4 separate regions of the Mus musculus genome follow, and all the other regions are linked to region 1. Evidence: chromatin contacts called from public HiChIP or PLAC-seq data. All regions are on one chromosome and are shown on one strand. Each heading gives the region's core, a stretch centred on a gene start, on an enhancer-like site or on the middle of the called end of the contact. The rest is flanking DNA. Distances are from core to core; before and after follow the strand shown. Region 1 overlaps Stx8 (syntaxin 8). Region 2 overlaps Stx8 (syntaxin 8). Region 3 overlaps Ntn1 (netrin 1). Region 4 overlaps Ntn1 (netrin 1).

Region 1 (6,982 bases), core at 1,809-4,308:
TGAGATGGTTAGACAAGATAAAATGTCTTGCCAGGTGGTGGTGGTGGTGGTGCATGCCTTTAATCCCATCACTGTAAACGCAAGTAAAGCGGACATGCAGTGGGCCTCTGTGCCCTTCTGTGGTTGGTCCTTGGCAGGTACCTTGGAACTTGGATGTGGGGAGGGGTGAACTGTTAACTGATAAGTGCGGCCCAAGGTGTCTGGGCTGCACAGACAATGTGGCTTATGCTGAACACCTGCTTTCCTTCTGGTTCTCTGGAATTTGGATACCCGCCAGGGAGGAGGTAACACGCCTATGTAGTAGATGCCTTGAATAAAGCCTGGGCGATCACCTCTAATGCGATTCCCTGATTAGTAACATCTCATACACGCTGTCAGAACTCATTTCGGTGGGATTAAGCATATCCTGTGTGACTTTACTGGCTCAATGTCCTTGGAAGGTTGCCCTGGGTGCCCTTGGACTTTACTTCTGAGCCCGGCCCTTGGCTGATTCTGTTTTGTATCCTCTCATGTGATAACTAATAACCATGAGCATACCCAGTGCATGCTCATTGTTTGTGGGCAAACGCTGACTTAGTAAGCACTAGACCAGGTTCCTAAGGGAACCATGTGACCTCTATGTCCAGATCTCATCATGCAAGTTACAGTATTTTGTCCCCAAAGCAACTCATTACAGTGCTTCTATTTTCTTTGTATTTCAAAAGAAAAACAAGGCATTTAGGTCTACCCACCCAAATCAACTTCACCTAAAAGCTCCCAATCACATCCAGAGATCATCTTCTAGATTCTGTGATTCTGGATCCTGCTAAGTTGGCAATGACTGTTAGTCATCACAAAACCTTGCAACAGGACCCAGGGCCAGAACCTCCAACCTTCGGGCATCTTTGGAGGAAAGAGGAAAGAAAAATGCAGCTCGTTGCCATGTCTGACCTTAGAACATGTCAGGAATGACTCAAATTCTGTGTCGCCTTACAATCACTCAAGATTGTAAAAGTGTCACCTACACAGACGTGGGGGCTACAAACTTGGGGAGGCTCCAACTCAGCTTTAGCCCTCCCTTCTTCCTACAAAGGCACTGAGGAAGAAAACCACTGTGCAGAGCGGCAGGAGCGGAGCTCAGGGAGACCTACTCTTTGCATCTGTGATGCTACTGGATCCTTTCTGCTTGCTGTGCTGTGCTGTGCTGTGCTGTGCTGTGCTGTGCTGTGCTGAGGTGCATTCTTTGGTTCAGCTGCTACAGTAGGAGGGACTGTGGCTGCCTCCTCCTTTTCAGAGATCAAGTAGGAACTGTGGGGAAGCCCATGGGAAAGGAAGGCCGATGAGTCACCTACCCGAGCTGTCCCAAGACATAAACCAACTATGGGCCCAGAAAGAAATGAAGAAGGCATAGTCTAGAAAAGGCAAAGTCCTTGTGGCTCAATGGTCTCAGCTCATCATCAAAACTAAAGCTAGCAGCAGCAAAGCCATGTGACAAGTACCACACCCATGCCAAGCAATCATTTCTGCATACTCAGCAGACTCACAGACACTGGCTCCTAGCTGTGCTGTAATAATAATAATAATAAAAGTATATTTCTCATCTTTACCCCCTAGTTCTTAGCAAGAACATCAAAAACCTTGGAATTCCCTGATAAGAGTAGTTTTTGTTATCTTTAAGAAATGCTTTTAGATTTGTGGCAAGGAGATGATTCCTAGGAGACCTTTAAGTAATTTGAGAGGAGGACTAGCTCTATGCATGATTAGAGCACTGAAAGTTTCAGGCCCAAGCTCACCTTCAGTGGTGGCGAAGGAGGCTGGTTGTACCATGGCCAATGATCAATCAAGTACTGAAGCCTCCACGAAAACCCACCAGCAAGGTCCTGACAGCTTTGAGGGCAGGGAACACATGGATGTGCTCTGAGCACGGCACACGTGGAAAGGGCATGGAGACTCTGCACCTCCTCCCCGACACCTTGCCACATTCACTACACTACTTGGCTCTTCCAGAGTGGCAACTACTACAATAAAACCCTATAAGCACGGCACCTTCCTGAGCTCTGTGAATGTTCTCATAAAGTACCCAATTCAGAAGAAGAGTCACGGGAATTTGTAGCCAAGCAGATAGAAGTGCCTAGGGACATCTAGGACTTAATAGCTGTATCTACACTGGGATGGTCTGGGGACACTGAGTCTATAGACCTGTGGAGCATCAGGAACTGCTGGATGCCCAGGGAGAGTCAGACAGTAGTTAGAATGACAGACTGTCTTTCCTGTTCCCCCATTCGTTCCTACTCTGTTAACAAGCCTCTGTCTATAGACAAAGACTGTCCACCCTCAAGTACCTAAAACTACGAATACAAGGAACAGGATTACCTTTCCTCATCTCCCTAATTGTATTACTTTAGGGAAATTCAGCCATGAAGGTAGCAGGTGATAAGGTGGGGTGCCACTCATAGGAAGCCAAGCAAACAACTTCCACGGACTCCAAATGAAACATCTGTTCTAGCAAAGCTTCCAGAGACCCAGCCACTTTGGTAAAATACTTTATATAGCTCCTGTTAATTCATAAAAACATGCCTTTGAGTTGTAGACAGTAGAGTTCAGCGTGTTGCCTCCTTCCTTCCAGAGAGCACAACCACGCTGCAGAGATGATCCTTTTTCTCTAAGAATGGCAGACACAGAGACACAGAGGAGAGCTATCAATGAACAAGTCCTTCAGAAGACTCACTTGTTCAAAGACGAGACCTGGGCTGTATGGACAAACCACAACGGAGGGAAACTCCAACTTGAAACAAACATGCACGCGTGCGCGCGCACACACACACACACACACACACACACATACACACACACACACACACACACACACACACACATAGCTATAGAGAGAAGCTCTTTCTTCCCAACTAGAGAGCACTGGAGACCCGCCAGGCTTGGAGTCAATGGCTACTGGCAGCCACAGAATGTTCTACACAGAGAGTGACTGTGAGGCAGGAATCAGGCCTGTGTGCAGAGTTCTCTATGGAGCAGCTGGGCCCAACTACCCTGAGCCCTGCCCTGTGTGGGCTGCAGCCTCCAGGGTTTACCCCCAGCTGCAACCCTTGGCCAGCTCTCTCTGGAGAGGAAGGACTGCTGTGAATGGAAGGCCCTTGGGAGCTGGTGTTCAGGCAAGGAAATGAGTCAGAGGCTCTGAGCTAGCTACAGGGTAATAAGAGGTCAATGAAGAAGCCATGTCACCCTAGGTGAAAGTTCCCAGCATTTTCCCCCTAGGTTAACGTTCTAATGCCATCACTTCTAGGGCCCTGACTCTGCTTGCGTGTTCTTCTTACTTAGCCCATGAGAAGCATGCCCGGGTAGAACCTAAGTACTTGTAGATTCATGGCACATTGTCCCAGGCAAGAAAGAAGCCCTCTGGGTAACCCGATCTGCCACCATTTAAAAAGCTGGCTATATGTGTCAACATGGTCCTCCATTCATAAACCTAAAGTGCTGATAAAACATTAGCAGAGGGCTGGTGAGATGGCTCAGCAGGTAAGAGCACCCGACTGTTCTTCCGAAGGTCAGGAGTTCAAATCCCAGCAACCACATGGTGGCTCACAACCATCCATAACGAGATCTGACTCTCTCTTCTGGAGTGTCTGAGGACAGCTACAGTGTACTTACATATAATAAATAAATAAACAAACAAATATTTTAAAAAAACATTAGTAGAGATGTAAGGAAAATCATAGCAGCAGAGATTGAGCTCATTACAAACTGCATGCCTAAAACAACCTTCCTTTCTCAGGAGACCAGAGACTGCAGCCAGAGATCAAGTTGTCATCACAAGACTGGCTTCTAAGGCCCTCTATGGTGTGTCTCCCTCGTGTCTTCCCAGGGTCCCCCTCCATATGTGTCTTGTTCCAGTTTCTTCACCTTACAAAGGACACTAGTCACACTGGATTAGGGCCCAGCCGACTGACCTCATTCTAACTTAATTACCCCTTTAAAAAGCTCTTTCCAAATACAGTTACATTCTTAGGGGTAGGCTGTCAGAACACCGACATGTGAATGGGGCAAGGCATAATTCAGCCCACAACAGCATGAAAGAAAAACTCTGAGATGAACAACCCAAAACTTGCCAAGAAAAAGCAGGAAGGATACAAGGAAGAGAAGAAAAATAAGTTAGTACCATTCAAAGGTTTTCAAAAGATCTCACAAGCAAAAAAAAAAAAACCACACTTCCGTGGAAAAAAAGCAACCATAAACATTAAAGCTTTTTAATGGTGAAAATCATAGCACCCCCCCAACACAGTGATGGTAGACACAGACAGACAGACAGACAGACAGACAGACACACACACACACACACCAATTAGAAGAGGCATGGATGACGATAAATCCACATAAAATGCTGGCCCAGATAAAGTGGGGCTTCTGTTGAAAACAGTATGAAAAATGAGGACTCTGAAGTGAAGCTGAAAATGTCTAAACTTGATTTATCCAGAGATACTTATTTGAAAGAAAAAGAAAAAAAAATACAAACTTAGGTATGCATGTTAAAAATGTTGTGGACCAAGGTGGGTGGTCTGAGTATCCCATTCTTGGGAGGGGACGGAAGAAATTAGTATTCCCATAAACCTGCCATTTCCTAACTTCTGGACTTATCTGGAAGGCCGGCTTCCATCTGCTCACAGGCATAGGAAGCCCAGCCTCATTCATGCCCGCCCCTGCATGGGTGTGTACACACTTGCCGCTGAGGTCCCTGTCCCCATCAGGCTGAGTTATCTCAGGACCAGGAGGCTTCTAGACACCACTGGCAAGGATTAGAATCCCTTGGTTGTTTCCAAACCCAGCTAAGAATTGAAGGACTGTTTTAGAAACTGTTTCACCTCACAGTTCTATATGTGAAATACAATTTACAGAAAGCCATTGATTTGAACAAGGGACCAATCCAACACAGTCGACTGCTCAAGCAAAGTGGATGTAAGAGAAAGCACAGGGCACAGGTGTTCAGTCACGGGGGCTGAGCTTCAGTCACTCTAAGCAGACACCTATCTCAAACAAGGCAAGCCACACAATAGCTCGGGCCTCACTCCTGTTCTCTATCCACAAAGGCTGCTTGTCCACGATATAGCCCAGTTCTTCAACCAGAATGCTCCGCCCCTGTCACAGAATCATTAATTAAAGCCACTTTAGATGCTGAGCTAAGACTGTTGTTATTCGTTTGTTGTTGTTGTTTTGTTTTGTATTTCCAGACAGGGTTTCTCTGTGTAGCCCTGACTGCCCTTGGACTCAGAGATCCACCTGTCTCTGCCTCCTGAGTGCTTGGGATTAAAGGTGTGCAGCACCACCACCCTGCAGTCGTTTTACTTATCAACAGAGGACAGCAGTACCTTCCTCACTGGCATGGTAGCCTGTACCTGCAGTGCCAATTACTCAGGAGGCCGAGTGGTATGACAGTCTTTAGAAAAGTGAGTGGGGAGGTCACCTATTCACTTAGTCTGTTGCTTTTTTTTTAACCAAAGACCTCTGAAGGCAAGAAACAGTAGAGGCTCACTGTAGGCTGCTTCCAATGTGGGTCCCACGCACTAACCTGCTTCATGTTCTTTTTTTTTTTTTTTTTTTAATTGGATATATTTGTTTATATTTCAAATGTAACCCCTTTTCCTGGTTTCCCCTCTGCAAACCCCTATTCCCACCCCCCTTATCCTACTACTATGAGGGTGCTCCCCTACCCACCTCCCTGCCCTAGCATTCCTCTACACTGGGGCATTGAGCCTTCATGGGACTAAGGGCCTCCCCTCCCACTGATGCCAGATAAGGCCCCTTCAGCTCCTTCAGTCCTTCCCCTAACTTCTCCACTGGGGTCCTTGTGCTTAGTCCGATGGTTGGCTGTGAGCATCTGTATCTGTATTGGTCAGAATCTGGCAGAGCCTCTCAGGAGACAGCTGTACCAGGCTTCTGTCTGCAAGCACTTCTTAGCATCAGCAATAGTGGCTGGGTTTGGTGTCTGCATATGGGATGGATCCCCAGATGGGGCTGCTTCATGTTCTTAACACAGTGAAATAGGTCCTAGGAATTCTCTTGATACATGAAAACAGACACTAAAGCCTGGCTACCTCACTCTAAGTCTGAGAGTCTCGACACTATGAAGTATACCTGCTGTGATATATGGTGGGTTATACTTCACCATGGCTGCATGGAGCAGCTGATCAGTGTAGCCAGTGAGGCAGGGAACAAGCTGACTTGTCACTTTTAGGGCAGAGCACGTAATTATAGGGGCAAATGGCCCAGAGCTCTCTTATTTCCTAGTATAGTGTCCAGCACGGTCTGCTTCACCAAGCCAGGAGAACTGCATGTGGCAAACCTTCCAGAAACTAAATGTTATGTTTTGCTGTCATATAGAAAAGCAAAAACTTTATTTGCAAAGATTTTTAAAATGCTTTTTTTCCAACTACATTTCTACATGAAATGTATTTCATTTACAACATTCAAAATGATGCATTACAATGAGCCAAATTCAGAAACACATACAAGAATCCAGCTAGCTTCACCACTCCAAACACAAACATCTATAAAACTATAAGGTGAGTTGATTCCACAAACGTCTTTGAAAAACAGATACTTTCCATAAGTTTGCTTATATCAACAGATATGCTTATTAATTTTAAACTTATATTTATTAAATTTACATTTTTTATGTGTAAACTTAATAATTTTTAAATATCTCATAATTTTAAATGCAGTAGCAAAAGAAATAGGAAAAAAAAAAACACCTTTCAGGATTTCACAATAATTTTTAAGAACATAAAGGGTCCTAAACCCCAAAGTTGGAGAGCTAGTTACTAGGTAATGGCAACCAAAGTCAAGTCTGGAGTGATACTGTTAGCTGAGAGCATAAAGTAAAAGGTACCAATGACAGAGATACCCAACAAAGCTCGTGTTTTGTGTGTGTGTGTGTGTGAGAGAGAGAGAGAGAGAGAGAGAAACCTTCCCTCAAACTTTATAAAGAAGACTTGAT
Region 2 (6,387 bases), core at 2,832-5,331, 150 kb before region 1:
AGTTAATGTAATTTTTCCATCAACTAACAGCGACCCATTTGTGCAGTGGTATTTCCTCAGTAGGGTGAGGAGACTTGGACAGCTCTTTTTAGGGGTCACAATCATAGGGGTTGTCTCTCAAGTTTATGCTTTTTATAAAAACCAACATTTTGCCCTAATAAATCTTAATTAATAAACCAATACTCAACCATGTAGTGAAAAGCTTACCAGTACAAACAGACAATAAGGTCAAGCTCAATTCTGATAACCGTAGTTAAAGAAAACAGACCCAGAGGCCAGATGAAAACACTTCCCTCCTGATGCACACAGCAACAGCAGTTTCATAGGCCAGGCGCTGGGCGGCCTCTGGGGAGGGGCAGATGAACAATGCATACATTTGGCCTCAGAAGTTTGTAGTTTACATATAGATGTAGTATATATATGAAGTAGGAAGCATCAGAGGACATCTGAGATGACAGTTGTTTAAGGAATTCTTTCTTTAAAAGCATATAAAGCTATTCTTGAATTTAAACAGCCCAGACAGATGAAAAATATGTGTTTAAAAAGCCGGGTTGGGCATCGAACCCCGGACCTGACCCGTGCGAGGCTGAAGCCTGACTGTTTGCACTCCCAGCTGCTGAGAAGTACTTTGTTGTGATTTTTCAGACATGGCCCCACTATGTGGCCATGGCTGGCCTGGAAGTCACTGTCTAGTCTCAAACTCACAGAGATGATCCACCTCTGCATCCCTGAGCTGAGATGGCATGTGCCATCACATCCAGCTAGAAAACGACTCTCTGCAATAGTTGTCGAGGAGAAAATAAATGAAGAATCTTCTCATCAAAAGAATAATGGCTGGCTCCAGACCTACACTTTAACATACCAGAATGAGGAAGCTTTGAGAGCTGGAGAGGTGCAGGTAAGCAGGGAAAAAGAACATCAAACTATTTCTCATTTGACTTTGTAGGACATAAAAAGTCAGCCTTCTCAGCCTCGCCCCACCCCCTTTAATTAGCAACTCCGTCTTTCATGGTTATGGGTTAGGCTTGGTTTCCAGCAGTGGGTTTGGCCTTAGAATCTTGCATTTTCTAGGTTCTGTTCACCAGCTTCCCAGGCCCCTGGCTTAGAGCATCCTCTTCGTTGGTCCAGGATGCGGCCCAGGAATTTTTAGCAGGAACACCATGTGCTTTATCATCAGGGAAAGTTTTAGACTACCTGGATAATACCGGGTGTTGACTAGTTTTATGTCAACTTGATACAAGCAAGACTTATCTAAAGGAGAAAACCTCAATTGAGAAAATGTCTCCTTAAGATCCAGCTGTAGAGTATTTTATTAATTAGTGATTGATGGGGAAGGGCCCAGCCCATTGTGGGTGGGACCCATGCCTGGGCTGGTGGTCTTGGATCCTATAAATAAGCAGGCTGAGCAAGCCGTCATGAGCAAGCCAGTAAGCAGGACCCTCCATGGCCTCCACATCAGTTCCTGCCTCCAGTTTCCTGCTCTGTTTGAGTTCCTGTCCTGACTTTCTTCAGTGATGGACCACAGTGTGGAAGTAGAAGCCAAATAAACACTTTTTCCCCAAGTTGCTTCACTGTAGCAACAGTAACCCCAACTAGGACATACGCATGCCTACTAGTCATGAGTTAGGGTGGAGCCTGGGGAGCAAGGAAAAGCATCCCCAGGCTACGAGGCTGGAGAATCAGGTACAAGCCAGGAATCTGCATTTTAAACAAAGATCTTAGCAGTACTTAGAAGTTTCCCGAAACATGCTGTTTGGTGCTGATAAACCACTAAATTCCATTTTGCATGTGTTAAATATAAACTGCAGAGAACACAGGGAAAGCAACAGAGAGATCTGAAGTCCTGATTTTAAAAAGGGAGAAATATCTAAGGCAATTCAATAGACCCCATGTCCCTGGCCAGCACACTGTCTTTTTGATGTAGTAGGTTCTGAGCTGAGGTAAAGCAGCCATTTCTCTGGAACCTCAGTTATGGCCAGTCTAGTGCATTGCCAGGAACAAGGTACCCACACAGGCACCAGGGCAGGCAGACTCAGAGTGGCTATGCAGCGATCATAGTTACCTTAGTTAAGCAAACTGCATATGATACCATTGCATGCACCGGTCTACTGCTGGTCGTAAATGAATATACTGTTTGTGAGAAATTCTACTGAAATAAACCTGTCTTCACACACAGTTGCTAAGGCGCTTGTGCTTAGGAAAACAAACACTTTAAAGACAAACAATACCTTCCTTTTTTTTCCCCTTCCAAAGTGACGAATTTAAATACTTCTGAAAAGCTGTCATAGACTTCTGGAAGCGTTCACACTAAGCACATCACACTTGCCAAGGACTGTATGGACCTCCAAGAGGAAAAACCACACTGGTGAGGACTCATGTATGTATGTACACACACACACACACACACACACACAAACACACACACACACACACACATAGACACACATATACATATGCATGTGGCAAGGTCATAAACGGGGATGAAAATTTGCACTTGGATTCTTCCCCGTGATGTCAGTGTAGGCTTCACCCAAACAGTTGAACTCTCAAAGCACCTTGGCCCTTGGCTGACTTGATCAGGAACCCCTGCCCATGTGGCTCACATTTGCAACTTACATATGCAGTGCAAAAACAAAGCTGTTAAACGGTTAGCACAGGCATCTTCTCCAAAAGAGAGGGAGAACACTTTTTGTTCTTCCCCCATGATCCCCTACTTCTAAACACCACTGCACAGCACATAGCTATTTTGGCTTTGGAAGCCTATCCTGTCTGCTCTGGTGGGATGGGCAGTCAGACAAGAACGCCATCTTTAATGCATCAGACCCATGAGTTTTAGGCATGCGCAGTACAAGCAGTTCTTTGTCATTTGGGTAAGAAAACGTGCTCACAAAAAGATTTAGGAGGCAGGAGGTTGGCAAGAGTGTTTCACCCCAACACATCTTCCAGATTTGGTAACTTGTAAGCTCGTGGCTCCCGTTCTCATCTTCAGACTTCAGACAACACTAAGCTGCCCACAGCAGCTGTAGAGGGGGAGTCTTTAAATGAAATAAGAAAGGATTGCTTCAGGGAACAAAGACAAGAAGAAAAGGCCCTGTTACCCGAATGATGAGGCCCCTTGGGGCGGTGTGTGGTATTTCTGTATTCATGATCACCAGTGTCTGGCATGGCAAGAAGGAAGTCCTGGAGAATCTAACTTAGAAAGAGGCTGAGGCTCAAACTGCTGCTCTTCCACTCCTCAGTCATGTGACATGGGGACAGGCTTCGCCTCCCTGAGCCTCCATTCTTATCTGGGATAGCACAATAACATTATCTATCCATTGGGTTATAGTGGGGAGGGGAACGGATGTCATATGGTGATGTTCTCACACGTGGCAGCCTGCCTACCTCTACCTACAGTTACCTTGTCTCTTCCTCAAACCCAACCTACAGGTGAGGAGGAGAAATAGCATAATCCACAAACGGAAACAGAACGAAAAGTATAACAAACCAGATACAGCAATGAACTGTGGAAAAACCAAGAGTAAAAGGAGGCGTAGTCAGTGACCCATGGGAGACACCGAGACCTCAGTAACTGACTGAGGGTAAGGTTTGGGACTAGGACACAAGTCCCCAGGGAAGGCCCAGGGACAGGACGATGGTTGGGTTAAAAACTGAAGGTTAGGTTAAATAATACAGTCTAAAGAACCAACTACCCTATGCACTCTGAATTTCACATGTGAGCAAAAATAAAAATAAAATAAAAAATATGCCAACAACAACAATAACAAAAACCCTCAATAACTTAACAGTAACTTTATCATACTACAACTCTCTCAGAGGCAATCAAAATGACTTCCACTTCTTATTAGGGGTAGATCTCAAACTACAAACTACTACTATGTATAGAAAGAAAAGTAAGGAAGTCTGTTAAGAAAAATCTGAGACTAACTCAGCTTAGTTAACTTAGTTAACTAAGTTAGTTAAGCTTAGTTAACTTGAGCAAGAGAAAGGTTCTAGAACTGGAGAGTACTCTAGACTAAAGACGACGCTGAATGCTCCCGCCCTGCCAATGGTTTATAACCAGAAACACAGGAAATGACATACAAAGATATACAAAGATTACTGGCTCCGTGTGGCTGGGCTTTTACCTTATTTGGGCATGATCTGAAAGGCTGGGCTCAACTCCTGGGATTGGGTAAATCCAGTTGCTTAGCTACAGGAGCACATCTGGGTTAGGCTCAACCTGCTTGCTTATCAAGCTAGGTTACAGTGAGTCTGCTGTATGTTACAACCCCTTTAAGGGCCAAACCCACTGTTTGGCTGGTTTAGGACAATTTCCTCCAGCTCAACATGGCTCTGTTGTACATATTTCTGATTAGTGGACATATGGGTCACATTATGAACACACAGTTTTGTTTCCTCCAAAGTACCTAATATGTACTTGTCTAGTTACTCCTCGGCTGCCATGATAAGCGCCATGACCAAAGGTAACTTAAGGAAGAGGGAGCTTACCTTGGTGTAGGTTCTAGAGGGTCAGGCAGGCATGGTGGCACTATCAGGAAGCGGGGCAAGGCTATACTACTCAGAGGCTGCCTTCAGTGGCACACTTCCTCCATCAGGGCTTCACCTCCTAAACCTCCATAAAACAGCACATGAACCAAGACCACATGCTTAAATGCCTGAGGCCTAAGGCAGACATTTCTCATTCAAATGATCACAATGCCTGTCCATGAAAATCTCCACAAATCTGGGAAACTGGGAATGGCAGACAAAACTAACCAATCAAGAGTGTTCTAACTAGGCTGTGACATGCTGTTCCCTGGGACACGCTCCTGCTCAGTGTCCTCCGGTGATTAGGACGGTCCTCTATTGGAGTCAGGGAGCAGGCTCCTAGCTTTATGGCCAGCTTCAAAGAAATGAATTTGGCACAGCTCTAAGGCACATAAAAACTAACAGTGGGAAGGGATGAGGATCCCGTTAAATCTAAAGTAGGCTCGTAGACCTCGGATAGTGACACACACCTATACCCCAACACTCGGGAAGTCAGTGCAGGAGGATGGAAAGTTCAGGGCCACACATGTAAATATAAGGTCAGCCTGAGCTACATGTGACACTGTAATAATAATAATGATAATAATAAGCAACTAGGGTCAACTCCAGCAAATATGGCCACTAACCAAACCGGGAAGAATTCCTGTGCATTCTGTACAGTCCTCAAACAATTACATACATGCTTCACTCACTTTGCTAAATATTCAATAAAAAAAAAAAAAAACCGCTCACCTTTCCTGAAAAAGCTTGCTATGCCCCCTGCCCCCCGCTCTCCTATCAGATACTATCGCTGTGTGTAAGTCATATTTTGCTCTTTTGCCCTGGTTTCCCAGGTCTCTATTCTTGGCACTAGAGTTAATTCTCCAAGACGACACCAGCTAAAGGATTTGATCCATTCTATTTATGTTCTCGCCCACATTTAAATATCTTCTGTCTGTCTCTCACAGCTTTGAGATTTTATATGTATACACACGTCTTTTATTATACGCTCCCTCGAGTCTTCTTTGTAATACATAGGTTACAATTATAAATCAAATCTATCTTGGGCTAAAAGTTGGGCTGTCTTTGAGTAAGAATTCTGTCTTTACAGGATTCTGAGAGACTGAGGTGGGGGAATGTAGGCTTTGGCTGGCCCTGCAAGCCCTGCTGCCCAGTCTTCATTGCTAAGTCTAGTTCTGCAGGCTAACCTCAATGAACTTATCCATTTATTTATGCTTTTGTGTATATTTTGCTGCTGTTTCCAAGGAACAGTACGTTTTGAATCCCTCCAGCCTTGCCTTAGTTGAACTGAGGGGAAGCAGTGGTGTTTTTCTCATGTGTCTGTGTGTTTCTGGGTGTTGGATGTGGTAGTGCCAACTAAACAGAACAGAACTAGAATTCAGGAATAAGGCCTCCAAGCTGAGTGCAGAGGCAGTGAATCCAGGAGGTCCAGAACTGGCCCGCAAGTGGATGGCAGCTGTCTCTCCCCATTTTGTAAACCCTTTATTCAGTCAAAGAAGGGCCACAGAATGCAGGAACTCTCTAAGGCACGTTAAAGAGAGTGATGCGAACCTTCCCGGGGCCAGCCACTGCAGCTTCAGCATTTGCTGGTTGTGGAGAGCTACTCCTGCAGCTTTGAGGATGCCACCCCTGGAGGCTGTGGTGGAAGAGAAAGCAACAGGCACACAGAATCAACTGGGCCTGGGTTTATACACTTAGAATGCTTTGCTGAGATGGATCATGGGATGAAATTACAATCTGTTTATTAAACTTGACTTTTCCATAACAGAAAAAGACTTTACAAAGGTGGGTTTCTAGCAGTCAAAATAAGGGAGCACAGTCATGCACTTCCCTAGCTCCTGGCTTTATTTTGAGGCC
Region 3 (7,175 bases), core at 2,331-4,830, 260 kb before region 1:
GGATCTGAATTTTAAAAATGCACTTTTTTTTTTCTTCCTAGCATTTCCTTAACTGTCCAGTGTGATCACAATACCTGTTGTAACAGGTATTGGAATCAATCAGGGGATGATTGGAGGTATATAGAAGGACGGGTGGATACTAGGTGAATACTGTGTCATTTCACATAATGGACATGAGAATCCTTGGATTTCAGTATCCATGGGGTTCAGGTTGTCTTGCAATCTATTCCCTATGGACATCAAGGGATGTTGCCTAAAGCAATCAGCCAAGGAATTTGATACCCTCTGTTTCTTGACACGGGCTCCCCTTTTTTGAAAGGGTCTGTCCCCTTAGGGGTCCTTGCCTAGACTCTAGGATGGTATATTATCCTTAAATCTAGGGGAGATGTTCAGGGCACTTAGCAAGTAACACTTCACAGTGCCAACCATGACTAGAGATACTTTGACTGTGGGCAATCCTGTTACCTTTGAAAGCCCCAAAGGTGGCTGCATTTATTTGTTTGTCGGTTGTATGTGTGTGCCAGGACACATGTGTGGAGGGCAGAGGGCAACTTGCAGGAACAGGGTCTCTTCCTTGTAAGTTCCAGGGATCAAACCCAGGTTAACTGACAGCAAGTGCTTTATCTGCTGAGCCCTAACTCAGCTGCCTCTAATGCTCTGTAGCTGCAGTGCATCCGTAAGCCAATGCGGTACAGAGATACCATTGTACTCCAGGGGAAGAGTTACAGCTTCCATGGGCTGTGTACTGCCATAGTGAGACCCTTCCAGAAGGGCTATCAGGGTCCATTTTCTACAGATGAAGTCCCCATTTGCTTGCATGTTCTGTCTCTTTCTCACATGCATGTTTACTGTAAGGAACCAGCGTCCTTTCCAGATTTGACTCCCTGTCCTAACTCCTGAGCAGGAATATTCATGGGGCTAGACCTAGTTGTAAACCAGTAACAGCCACTCAGCCCCAAGGTGTCTGTTTAAAGGTTCCCTGAGTCAGAAGGTTTTTACCTCCTCTCCAGAATACACCTCCTGGATCTTGTCCCTCTAACTTGAATTTCTCTAGGAATGCTTAGGTCACTCACTTCCAGGGGGGAGACCCATTCCAGCTCCCTTGGTCAGCTGGAATTTGCTGTCCCCTGTCATTCCATCTATGTGGCGGATCACCCACTTTCTCTTCCAGGACATGACTTTTAATTAAAATCTTTAATTACAATCCCATAAGCTCTTTACTGATCTCTAAATAAATTTTACCTACTGATTTGATTAAAATAACCAGATCCAGAACTGGGGCTCAGAGTTTGATGAGTTCCATTACAAAGCGTCCCCTGATGAAATGCTCTTCTGTTTACTTATTTTGGGCCACTTAGATGGTATTTGCTTTCTTCCACCCTGCCCCATAATAGGGAGATAGTTTCATGTCAAGTTAAGACATTCTAGGGAAGAAGTGAGCTTCCTGGGTGCCTGGGTGGGACAGAATGGTGTGTTCATCATTTCTGTACGTCACACAGTGGGGAAGCTCAGGTGGGCAGTGCCTTCCCCTTTCTTATCCATCTCCATATGGTCTTAGGAGGTCACAGGATGTGCCAGTCAACTGGTACATGCTTTAATTCCAGCATTTGGGAGGCAGAGGCAGGTGAATCTCTATGAATTCGAGGCCAGTGAGTTCCAGGACATCGAGAGGCACATAGTGACACCCTGCTTTGAAAACAAACAAACAAGATATCATAGGATTCCTGTTCGATTTCAGCAGTGGGCACATATACAGGGAGGAATGAGTTGGCCCCAGAGCCAACAAGCACTGCAGAACCAGACAACCCTTTGATTCCCACAAAGCCTAGGAGACTCTAAGGGCCCCTTTAACTCCTAGGTCTCACCAGTGCTAAGACCATTAGAGTTGCCTTAACTTTAGGCAAAGTATGAACTTATGAGGGTAGGGGGCCTGTTGGGACTAGAGGATTGACATGCAGCCTGTGGTATGCTGACACTAAACCTCACTTCCTGCAGTTCATGTTAAAGTAGGCATCCTGTGCCTTGGCTTGTGAAATTTTGCAACCATAGTTGTCAAATGAATTAGGAAAATGAGCATTGGCCTACAACAGCTCACCAGATCCCTGGTGTCAGCCTGTGTTCTTCATGATTAGGGCCCTGTGTCAGTGAGGCCTAGTGCTCCGTGCAGTACAGAGGTCCTGTAGCACCGGAGGCTGACTTGTCTCTGGAGCTTAAGACCCAGGTCAGAGTTAACCAGAGTTGTCTTAGCTGGCTGGTCCAGTAGACAGAGATGCAGCCTGGGGGCTGCAGTGGAAGGAGAGCTGTGTCCCTCCAATTGCACATTGCTCCCACCTGTGTAGACCAGAGTAGCTTCAAGTCATTAAGCCCTCACTGCCAGTCTCCCCCACCACTACTGGAGTCCCGCATGTGCTAGCCTTGGTGATGGGACCCATTACAGATGGGAAATGACTCCAGGGAGCCAGGAGCCAGGGTTGGCCCATTCCCCTGGCAAGTCAACTCTCATACGTCTAGTGCATGGAGCCTGTGCACTACCTCTGGGGAAAGCGATTGGAAGGGAGCCCCCATGCTGCAAGCAGGCATCTGGCAGGCCATGTGAGTCACAAGGCAGAGGATTTCACAGCAGTGCCTTCCCTTCCAGCAGAAGGGGCACGCTTTTCTCAGACCTCCTTTGCTTGAATATTAGCTGTCCTTAGGAAGACATTCCAACAGGCAGGGGGTGGGGTTATCACGCTCCAAGCTCTCGGAACACTGAGATCTTTGCCAGGCAGGAGATCTGGAAAGTGCCCTGAACTAGTTAGGTGAAAGGTTAGCTATTACTAACTATTGCCAGGTTCCTGGCAAAGTCTCTGCCACATTCTTCCCATCTCTTCCATAAGAGGGTAACTTGGAGGGCCACTCCTGTCTCAAGCTCTGTGTTGCCCTGGGTGAACAACATCCTCTTTCCTGTTTAGCTCTGTCACGAGTGGGGATGGGGTAAGGTCTTTCTGCTGGAAGTTAGCCTCTGGACCGTTTTTTTTCCCCTAATGTATATGGGTGATTTGTCATCTGTATGTCTGCGCCATGTGTGTGCCTATTGCCCACAGAGGCCAGAAGAGGGTGTTGAGTTCCTTGGAACACATAATAGACTATTGCAAGATGCTATGTGGGTGTTGGGAATTGAACCTGGGTTTTCTGGAAGAGCAGCCTGTGGGGTGATTTTAACTGCGGAGCTGCCTCTCCAGTCCCTAGGACCTATATTTTGAAACCAGTTTTGTTTTGTTTAGTTTTGTTTTTCCCTTTGAGAGTAATAGGCTTTGCATCTTTTCAGAAATGGGCAACTGTGGAAGGTTCCAGAACAGGGCGGTAACAAGTTGAGAGGAATGTCCAGAGATTTGGAGTGAAGGAATGCGTGGATGTGGGGAAGGTCTAGGTTGGGAATGGAACATAGTAGGCCAGGGATGACCTCTCTGGGGGAGGTGACAGGGCAGAGCGAGGCCCCACCCTCTTTCAGCCTGGGGCCAGGCTCCGGAGAGGGTGGATCTGAGAAGGGTAAGGAGGGAGAATTGATGACTGCTCGGGGCTTCCCCAGATCTCCTCATTTCCTCCACAGTGAGGGTCTGGGAGGGGTGTTTCTGCAGCGCAAACCCTGAGTTGTCCTGCACAGGGAAGGCCTGTACAGTTAGGAGGGGATCATTTGAAAGCCTTAGGGGGAGGTGGAGCAGCCAAAAAAGGGCAGAGGAAAGAAAAGGCTAACATGTTTACAGAGGAAAGGAGTCAGTGGAAAAAATGACGGCAAGGTCAAGTAGATTTGGGAGATGGCCCTGCAGTCAACAGAGGGGAGGGGACAGTGGCAGTGTACAGGGGGGAGAACGAACCTCCAAGCCTTGGCTGTACTCTCAGGAATGCTCCGACTCCAGGGCCTTCATACTGCCTGTGGGTCAGGCCCCAGCCTCAGAACCAGCCTTTGCTGCCCATTCACAGGGACTCTGTTCACTGGAGGGTCTCCCTGTCGGATGGGAGGTGTTTCTGCTCTCAGAGGGAGACGGGGCTGGCCAGACTTCAAGCTGTCTGTCTTGACCCCGGGCCTTTCTTCAGATGCCCAGAGGCTTGGCTGGGTGGGGGCCCAGGCTTTCTAGGCAGCTTCTTTGTCTGCCTGTGGACAAAGGGGCCAAACCTTTCCCAAGCCCCACAGGTGTGAAGAACTTGTTACTGTAGTGTTTGTTCAGCCCTGTTAGTGGCCTGAAGGACTGTTGACAGAGGTCTGCTTTGTGATCAGACTTGGCTAAAGCTCCCTAAGCCCTCAACAAACACTGGCCACTTATCTCAGAGACTTTATCAGAAACCATCTAAAGCCCTCTTTGGCAGGCAGGCCTCCCTGACCCATTCACTCGGGACGCTGGGTTTCCAAAGCACTTTCCACATTTTTGTCTTTTTGCTCTTACCACCCACCGCATCCTTGATATCTGAATAAAGCCTTGGTGGGGAAGAGGTAGTTAGGTTTTATTTTCAAATTGGAATCTTAGGATAAAGGGCTTTTTAAACCCGGCTTCCAAGAGGACACACTGAGAGGCAAGGGGGTGCTTTGGGAGAATTCAGCTTCAGGGGCTTCCGGGCTGATAGGAGTGGAACCCTATTCACTTACTGCTCTTTAGTCTTCTCTTAGAGCTCTTTAGCCTGCTCCAGACTCAGAGGAAAATACAACTCTGTGTGCACATGTGCATACACACACACACACACACCCTTCAGCCTGCTCCAGACTCAGAGGAAACTATAGTACACACGCACGCACAGACGTGTGTGTGTGTGTGTGTGTGTGTGTGTGTGTGTGTGTGTGTGTGTGTGTGTGTGTTGCTTTCCAATATGTCAGCAGCTACATTAAACCACCCATGGTAGCAGACACTGAATATATATGTATAACACTCTCCTGTGACTATAGGAGATTAGTAATAATAGCAAAACTGAATAATTGTAGCAACAGGCTAATAAAAGCCCTGTGTCTCCTCTTTCAAGCTATCTTAGCTCAGTGCTGTCCCCATCGTATGGTGGTGTGGGAGGCCGTGAGCTGACTGAGCCAGTGAAGTGAGTGTGGCTGGACTGATGAGCGGAGAAAGAGTCAGAAGGAGCATCGTCTGCTCAGGGGAGATGGGAAACCTCCAAGCAGCCAGAGACTCGCTTTGTTGCTAAAATAGTTTTCTTTGCTCCGGACCCTGAAGAGTGGCCCACCATGCACCTCTTCTCTGGAAGACCCAAGCACTTACCATTTGCCACACCCTTCCTCCCAGCCCTGGATGGGCACTGTGCTTGCCAGTGGTTTTTATTACATTAAAGTTGAAAAGTGTCGTCCTCAATGATTGAGTCTCAGGAACCTTGGCTGGGACCAGACTCTGTTTTATGTCCCCTTTGTCCTCTTACTTCTCCATGTCCTCATGTCCTCCATGCCCTTGGGTTTACTCCAACTGGTCTATACTGCACTGTCTCTACTTACAATCTATAATCCTTGCATTAGCAGTGGGCCTTGGGCTGAGCCATTGGAGACAACAGCATCAGCTGACCACACCTGGGCATCTCCTGAGGCTCTGTCTTGTTCCCCAGCTCCTTGTGTAGCTCCGGAATTATAATAGCATTCAATAAATAATCATTGACCACCAAAGTGTGCCTGCAGCCGGACTTCCCAGTTATAAGGAGACACCTACAGTCTGCTGCGTAAATGGACTGGCCATCAGCATCTAGTTTACCTTTTTTTTTTTTTTCCATTTTTTATTAGGTATTTCGCTCATTTACATTTGCAATGCTATACCAAAAGTCCCCCATAGCCACCCACCCCCTCTCCCCTACCCACCCACTCCCCTTTTATGGCCCTGGCGTTCCCCTGTACTGGGGCATATAAAGTTTGCGTGTCCAATGGGCCTCTCTTTCGAGTGATGGCCTTTAAACACAGACTGCTGCCGGTACCAGAGCTGTTTGGGCCCTGCTCACATCAGCCTCTGCTCCAAAGAAAGGCCTTTCAGAGCTCCGCTCAGCATGATGCCCCTGGCGCAGACAGGAGCCAGGTGTGCACAGCCTTGGTTGCTTAGCTGGGCCTTTTCAGGAGTTGCCACAAACTAGGCTCTGAAGACACTTACTGCGGGAGGAATATTTACAATTAATAAACAAGAGACAGACAATTTCTAAATAAATAGTGTACCAAATAGAGTAGCAAGGTCATAAATAAAAGAAAATAGGAGTAGCCTCCAACTCTTAAAAATAGCTCTCAAATATTTTCATGACTTTGTGCCAATTGTTTAAGGCAGCTTTTTTTAAAAAAAATGAAGCCAGAACTCTTTCCACCTTCTTGAAGGCCCCCTGCTGTAAGCTCCACCCTCACCTTGACACAAGGCACTTTCTCTACAGGGTGGGTGACAGTCCAACTAATTTCTTTTCCATTTGGTTCCATTATTCAACATAAGTCTGCAGGCAGGCGACAGCAGCATCACCTGGGAGTTTGTTAGGCACAAATCTGGAGGAACTGGGGCTGTTGCTCAGTTTGTAAAGCCGGTGCTTGTCCAGCATGCACTCTGGGTCCTGTCTCGGCACTGCTTAAACCGTGTATGGTGGCTGACACCTGTAATCCTAGAAGGGGAGGCAGAGGGATCAGAAGGTTGGAGGACATCCTTGGCTACATAGTGAGTTTGAGGCCAGCTTGGGCTAAATGAGACTCTATCTGAGAGACAGGAAGGGGATGTACATTTGGGACTTGGCTTAGTGGTGAAAGCCTGCACTCTCAGCACTTGGGAGGCTGTGGCAAGAGGATCACAAGTTCAAGGCCAGCCTGCGCTATACAGTCATACTCTGTGTCAAGGAAGAGAAGCTTCTAGATGGGTCCCCAGCTGAACCAGTATGCAGATGCAATTGGATCAGTGAAAGTAGACCATCCTGGCCCCTCTCTGGCTTTTTTCCTGTCTTCTCTATCTGGTCCCAGAAGGACCCAGAAAGAATTATAATAACTATTATAATTCTGTCTATCTATCTGTCTTTGGCCTGTCCCAGCAGCTCTGCTCATAGCTAGGAAGTCTCAAGTCTTTCATGGACCTGTCTCCCCTCTGGGAATAGAAGCACCATTAAGCAGGCCTCTGACTTGCTTCTAAACTTCCTATGGTCTCTTTTTCTTTACATATACTTCTAGAAACAATGAGGGGTTCCAGAAGAGCTGACCATAT
Region 4 (6,758 bases), core at 1,912-4,411, 210 kb before region 1:
TACCTCTGCCCTGAACTCCCAGACTTCTTGTGAATACTGGGCTAAGCTGTTGCTGTCAGTGTTGTCCCTCAGAACCCCAACAGCCATTAAAGTGGAGTGGGTGAGTAAAACCCCCTCCAGCCCTGAGGCTGGAGCATAGCACTCATGTTGACTTCTTTGACTAAATACACTCTCAGATATCAGACCACCTGCCTTAGTTAGAGTTTTATTGCTGTGAAGAGACACCATGGCCACCAAGACTCTTGTAAAGGAAAACATTTAATTGGGGCTGGCTTACAGCTTCAGAGGTTTAATCCATTATCATTATGGTGGGAAGCTTGGCAGAGATGGTGCAGGAGGAGCCAAGAGTTCTACATCTTGATCTGCAGGCAGCCAGGAGGGCACTGTCTTCTGCAGGCAGCAGAAGGGGGGACTGTGTCTCACAGGCAGCCAAGAGAAGTCTCATTCCACAGTAGGCAGAGCTTGCTTGAGCACTAGGAGACCTCAAGCCCATGCCCACAGTGACACACTTCCTCCAACAAGGTTGTACCTCCTAATACTGCCATTCCCTATGGCCAAGCATTGAAACACATGAGTCTATGGGAGCCAAGCCTATTCAAACCTCTATACCACCCCAGACTTAATGGTTCTAACAGTCACCATTAGAGCCATCAAATCCACCCTTAAGAACCTAGCTATGAACAGGTCAGTGATATGGCTTCCACATTTGATAGATGGAAAGCTGTGTCCTGGAGGAGGGCGAAGACTTGTTCTAGGTCACATGGGAGATTGACAGTTTACAGTCAGCCTGGTTTCCTTACAGGGTGAGATGGAAGCAGTGAATGACACACACACACCCCTAACCGCCCCCCCCCACACACACACACACTGGAGGGAGATCCGTAATTCATGGACCATTCGAGACAATGAGTTTCCAAGAAAGCAGCACAAAGATTTTTTTAAAGTTATACTTTTTTGTCTTTCTTATTTTTATTTTATGTACAGGAGTGCTTTGTTTGCATGTATGAATGTGCCAAATGCCTGGTCAGAAGAGCACACTGGATCCCCTGGAACTGGAGTTGTGGATAATTGTGAGCTGCCATGTGGGTGCTGGGAACTGAACCCTGGTGTTCTGCAAGAGCAGCCAGTGTTCTTGACTACTGAGTCATCTCTCCAAGGTTGTCTTAAAGGCCCTCACTGGGCTGGGCTCCACAAGGCCAGAACCTTTCCCTTCCCACCTTAGCAGGTGGGATAACTCATAGTTTCCATAGTATTTATAATGCCCCAGTTTGGGATCAGAGAAAGGAGAAACAACCTTTAGCTGCATCTCCTTCAGTCGCAGGGTTGGTGGGTAGGTTCACCTGAGCCTCACAGAATCTCCATCATCACCAGACAGAGAAGCCTCAAGGAACCCTTTTGGGGCCGGATAATCCAGCATTGTCTTCACTCTGGATTTTATGTCTGCCCTTTGTCCTGTATGTGGTGGTAGTTTTATTGTATGTTCAAAAGGTGATATGATGCCAGCCATTTCTTTAGGTTATTTGGGGTCAAGTATCTTGAGTTAGGTTCTCTAGAACCTCGGGGGCCTAAGACAGGGGTTGCTATTGAAGTCATTTACTGAGGGGTACTCCAGGCAAGGAAGACAAGAGAGTATAGGGCTAAAACCCCTCCAGAACTCCGAGGAGGCAATCCGGTGGGAGAAGATACCATAGATAAGGCAGAAGTCAGGACACTACACTTCTAACATCAGCTGACCATTGGCTTGTGGCCTCCCTACTGGAACTGGACCGAAGCTTGTGACTGCCCAGATACTGCCCGGCAAATCAGTGCGCATCAACCAAAGGCTGCAAGCATGCGTGATTTGCAGCCAGTACCTGCGGCAGCTGGGATGGGTGTGGTGGGCTAATAAGGAGGTCAGAGCGGGACATCTACCACATTTGCTACCTCAGCCCTCTGTGACTATGGGTTTGGAGTGTGTGGATTCAACCAACCATAGATTTAAAAAAAACAAAAAAACAAAAAAACAAAAAAACACCCAAACTGCATTATCTGTACTGAACTATCCTAACCTTTTCCCTTGTCTTCCCATGAATACAGTCTAGTAACTGTTCAACATTTGCATTACATCAGGCACTATGAGCTAGAGATGATTTAAAATATGTGTGAGGATGTGGGTAGGTCCTCTCCATGACTCCACCACACTGTCTAAGGAAGTTAAGTATCCTCAGCTCTTGGTCCCTGTCAGGGGTCCTGGACTCCTCCAATTTTGAGGGTCAAGTAAGTAATTTAGAAGGTTTTGTTTGGGCCCAGGCACAGGTTTCTCTTTTGGCCAGTCCCTAGCAGTTCTCTACTGCAGAAAGTCTCGGCTGTTCTCAGGGGTCCTGGTGCCCTTCTCACAGCTAACTAACTGGACACTCAGACATCTTGCAGCTCTTCTCTGCCATGCACACCACTGCTGCTGCTGCCGCCGCCGCCGCCACAGCCTCCACTTAAGAATTTCTTACTGCCTGTATTGATCAGGTATGCGTGACAATAAACCTCTTGCAGTCCAGGGATTGCTTGCTCACGCAACAGCCATCACCCACAGGTGTCCCTAGTTGGATGATTTCTTTCTGGCAGTGAGTCCATGGTATGGCTCTGCCATCCCTTGGGGCCGCCGAGTCACTGCTGGGAAGCCCCTGGGTGATTTCTGTAGCCTAGAAGTGCTCAGAATCACCTGTGCTCCCGTCTCTTTGGTTAGAACCCAGTCACATGACCATACCTAACCGCAAGGGGTACTGAGTAATGCAAGCCATATTCATGCATACATGGAGAATGACATAGTGGTTGGTTACCACGTATAGTTTGCACATAAATCATTTGGAACACACTGCTGACTTCTGGTGCATCTGTGGCCACCTGTCACTGTGATGCTGTAGTTATTGGCATCAGAAAGCCAGGCCATTTTTCTGTGTAGGAAGCAGTTTAACCCAGTCTTAGCCAGCAGTGTGCTTCCTGCCTGACAGCTGCCTGGAGTTTAGGTACAGGGAAACAGAGCAAGAGTGCTACCAGGCTCCAAGGCATGACCTCATCTATACTGGCTTAACCAGCTGAGCTGGCCAGCCAGCCGAGGTGATGCTCCAGGGCTACCATCCCCTTCTTTCACGGCTTCCCAGGGAGCCCGGCTCAGCTCATCTGAATCCCCCCTTGGCGTTGACAGCAATTCCAGTTTGTGTCCACTGTTGGCTCTCGCTGGAGAAGTGTGCAGAGAGCCAACTGAATCCCTGTTGGGACAGCTTTGTTTTCCCCGCTGAACACAAAATCCCCTGTTCACTGGGAGATCTGACAAGGAGACCCTGTGGGGCAGGCCGGTGGGAGCAGATACCAGTGAATACAGCGCCACGAATAGCTTCAGCTTATTAAAGGCGAATACACGGGATAACTCTGCCCGCCGAGGGGGAGATAGAATGGGGGCACAGAGCTGTTACAGTGGATTAGCAGCCGCAGACAGACGGAGGCAGGTGCAGCCTTTTCTGCAATTTGGAAAGGCTTAGGAAATACAGAGCCTGTGCTGTGAATCCGTCTCTTGGCCTCACTTGGGCTACAGGCTGGAAAGTGTGGGGTTTCTTGTCCAGCCTGGCTTGGGAGTAGTTTTATATATTTCCCCTTGTTCACTCATCAACTCCCAGAATTCCTTGGGGGTTCTGAGGAGGCTGTGCACTTGTCCGCTTATTCAATTTCTGCCTGTTCATCCATCCCAGGGTGCTGGGTAACAGAGCTGAGTAGACACAGCACTGTGGCTCCCAGGGACCCTTCGAGCTGTGCTGTGTGAGGAAGACATCTAAGAACAGTGAATGGTTCCAATTCCATTTTTTAACTGTTAGCCAACCCCCAGATCCACAGATACTGATGTCACCTCCTGTGGCCTGACAGGCGTTGCTGAGAGCCTGCTGGGTCTTCGCTGCTTTAGAAATGAAGCCTCAGGTCCAGGGGGGCTTGCTGATCTTCCAGATGGGCTGCTGTTTCCCAGAGGCACAGGTGGCAGATAAGAGAGGAAGATATACTGGTCCCTGGGTATCCAGGACCTGAGGTTATTAGAGTCTGCAAATGCTTAAGTCCTTTCCATAAGCTAGTAGAGTGTTTACATGGAATCGTCTTACATCTTTCCATATACTGTAACTCATCTCTTAATAGCACATGTCTAGAATGACACACATACTGTTTATATATAGTTTTAAATTTAATTTTTAAATTATGACGGTGTATGTGCCTGTGTGTGTGTATGTGTCTAGGTGTATGCACATGTGAGTACAGTACTTGTAAAGGCCAGAAGAGGGCATCAGATTCCCTGGAGCTGGAGTTAACAGGAGAGGTGGGTGCTGGGACCAGAGCTTAGGTCCTCCAGAATAGCCACAAGCACTCGTACTCACTGAGCCAGCTCTTTCAAGAGCGGTTTTCTTTAGAGAATGATGATAGGAAAATGTCAATGTTTAATACACATACCCCTTTTTCTAAAATATTTTTATCTATGGTTTGTTTAGTTTGTATAGGCAGAGCCTGTGGTTGATGGAGGGCTGATTGAATTAGAATCGGTAACAAGATTGGTAATTTGGAGTCTTCAAGAAAGAAAGGAAAAAAAAAAGCCAACCTCTAAAACAGTGGTTCAAGACCCCCTTGGTGATTGAACAACCCTTTTACAGGAATTGCCTAAGACCATCAGAAAACACAGATATTTACATTATGGTCCACAACAGTAACAACATTCATTATGAAGTAGCAACAATAATAATCTATGGCTGGGAGTCACCACAGCTTGAGGAACTGTATTAAAGAGTCACAGCATTAGGAAGGTTGAGAACCACCGCTTTAAATGACTGACCATAGGGGACAGAATTGGAATCTTGGAAACGTCTTAGGAGGCTTCTTAGCTTGTATGCAGATCTTTGTCTCTGCATCGTTTCCTCCTGTGATGGGTACCCACCTGCATCTCTCCTGGAGGACACCCTCACCAGCTGGGTAGCTCATCACAAGCAGAGGGAAGCTCTGTCTATACTCTCCAGGGTTTGCAGAACTGCTGGCATGGTGAGAGTCTTGGATTTTGAGGCTAATGAGAAGTTTCTGAATGTGTGAGCATGTCTCTGGGAGGAAGGAGAGAGGATGTGTGGATCAACCCTCAGAAACTCCAGAAAGCTCAGCTACCAAGCGGGGAGGCACCTGAGACCAGACAGCTCCGAGGGAGCCGTGTGAATGTGTTCTTGGGGGGGGGGGGGACTCTGGGTATTACTCTCCAGCTCCCAATAGAAGCTGGTGTTCGTGGGTACCAGCCTCTGCCATCCATATCCCCACTCCCAGCTAAGTGAAAGTTGTGTGGTGTTTTGTCCGCCAAAATTGTTCTAGATTCTAAGAGGCCTGCCCAGCAGGTAGTTCAGGTGTGCTCATGGGAATCACAAATTTGAAACCAACCTGGGCAAAACCAGTTTTAAAATGAAATATCAAAGAGTTTGGTTGAAGTTTGGCATTCAAGCACTTTCCTAATGCATATGAGATCCTGGATTTGCTTTGCGGTTTGTTTGTTTATTTGTTTGTTTGTTTGTAATGAGGGTCTTGAGCGTCTGTGGATCTTGGGACCTGAAGATGTTCTTGGAGCCTTTGTCTCTCCCCTAGATACTGGGGTAACTCTGTATAGACCCCAGGATACTATGCTCAAAATTTGGCAGTAAAATTGTTTTTAGTCTTTGTAAGAATAATTAATTAATGTTTCATTCATAATTAAACTATGATGTCCTGAGGGGCTTCGCTTGTGGGTCGCAGCTCTGCCTCTTAGGAAGCTTTTACCATTCACTGCTCCTCTCCAGAGAACTGAGGGAAACAGCTGAGTGGTTCCTGTGTGCGCTGGATTCCAGGCTGTTTCCCACTGGGCGGGCCCAGCTAGCCACCAGGTGGAGAGGAGGGAGGGCTTCGTTCCATCCTCACAGAAACAGGAGGCTGCATGAACCTAGACAGACACTACGGGGGTTCTAACTGCAGAGCTGGGTGTATGGGGGTTCACGCTGAGTCTGTCAGTGGTACCAGAAGCAGAGGGAACAGGCTCTTCCTACAGACTCTTCCTGGAGGGCTTTCCTGTTGGTTCAGTGCATGGGTTGGTATAGGCCGTTCCAAAAGGTGGACCTAAGACCATCCGGAGGTTACAGAAGTCAGATGAGGCTCAGCCAAGAACAATCCTAGCCTACCCCTTGGACCAGTCGTAAACTTCAGCTCACACCAGAGGCAACAGGAAAGCCAGGGCAGGCCTGCTGCTGGTATCATGAGATCTCCTTTAACTCTGCCAGAGTATGTTTTGTGTCCTGTGTCTGTTCCAGCAGTCAGCAGAAAGTTACAGAATGGGTCACGAATGGCAAGAATATGTCTGCTTACCCCCTAAACATCAAGGAGTACCTTATCGTGGCGCACACCTTTAATCCCAGCACTTGGGAGGCAGAGGCAGGTGGATTTCTGAGTTTGAGGCCAGCCTGGTCTACAGAGTGAGTTCCAGGACAGCCAGGGCTAGACAGAGAAACCCTGTCTCGAAAAAACCAAACCAAACAAACAAAACAAAAACAAACAAACAAACAAACAAACAAAAAAGGAGTTCCCTATGGAGTTCCAGGTCCCAGATGGTGCTTTGGGTCTTAGATAAGGTCCATGCTGTGGTTGGCCAGGCACGGGGCGGGGCGGGGGGGGGGGTGGGGGGGGAGTTGGGGGTTCTGGATGACACATGATCATCTGTGTTTCCTCTGTCACTCCTCATTTTATTTCCTGGA

The links. HiChIP or PLAC-seq counts read pairs in DNA pulled down with a chosen protein or histone mark.
Region 2: a contact with region 1 is called in a CTCF HiChIP or PLAC-seq map of pro-B cells, with 10 times the contacts expected there. The contact joins two enhancer-like sites. A contact is called at or near these places in 1 of 15 datasets of contacts at CTCF or cohesin (pro-B cells), 2 of 484 Hi-C or Micro-C datasets (myocytes and nephron progenitors) and 1 of 115 datasets of contacts at active chromatin or transcription factors (differentiating embryonic stem cells).
Region 3: a contact with region 1 is called in an H3K27ac HiChIP or PLAC-seq map of heart atrium, with 3 times the contacts expected there. The contact joins two enhancer-like sites. A contact is called at or near these places in 4 of 115 datasets of contacts at active chromatin or transcription factors (SST interneurons, double positive thymocytes, heart atrium and 1 more) and 1 of 9 other capture datasets (embryonic stem cells).
Region 4: a contact with region 1 is called in an H3K27ac HiChIP or PLAC-seq map of oligodendrocyte precursor cells, with 2.9 times the contacts expected there. The contact joins two enhancer-like sites. A contact is called at or near these places in 1 of 484 Hi-C or Micro-C datasets (nephron progenitors) and 1 of 115 datasets of contacts at active chromatin or transcription factors (oligodendrocyte precursor cells).

The regions. Positions count from the first base shown.
Region 1 is chr11:68,027,002-68,033,983 of GRCm38.p6, reverse strand. All of the region lies in intron 6 of Stx8 (syntaxin 8), which reads right to left. Among named protein-coding and RNA genes, the nearest start is that of Stx8, 64 kb to the right of the region's middle. Within about 2 kb of position 3,058, at least 106 of the 459 cell types and tissues checked have an H3K27ac peak or open chromatin away from gene starts, as enhancers often do. A contact at or near this core is called in heart atrium, oligodendrocyte precursor cells and pro-B cells, where this site is marked.
Region 2 is chr11:68,174,510-68,180,896 of GRCm38.p6, reverse strand. All of the region lies in intron 7 of Stx8 (syntaxin 8), which reads right to left. Among named protein-coding and RNA genes, the nearest start is that of Mir6406, 43 kb to the left of the region's middle. Within about 2 kb of position 4,081, at least 31 of the 459 cell types and tissues checked have an H3K27ac peak or open chromatin away from gene starts, as enhancers often do. A contact at or near this core is called in pro-B cells, where this site is marked.
Region 3 is chr11:68,282,991-68,290,165 of GRCm38.p6, reverse strand. The region is part of intron 2 of Ntn1 (netrin 1); the gene reads left to right. Among named protein-coding and RNA genes, the nearest start is that of Mir6406, 66 kb to the right of the region's middle. Within about 2 kb of position 3,580, at least 53 of the 459 cell types and tissues checked have an H3K27ac peak or open chromatin away from gene starts, as enhancers often do. A contact at or near this core is called in heart atrium, where this site is marked.
Region 4 is chr11:68,241,029-68,247,786 of GRCm38.p6, reverse strand. The region is part of intron 5 of Ntn1 (netrin 1); the gene reads left to right. Among named protein-coding and RNA genes, the nearest start is that of Mir6406, 24 kb to the right of the region's middle. Within about 2 kb of position 3,161, at least 16 of the 459 cell types and tissues checked have an H3K27ac peak or open chromatin away from gene starts, as enhancers often do. A contact at or near this core is called in oligodendrocyte precursor cells, where this site is marked.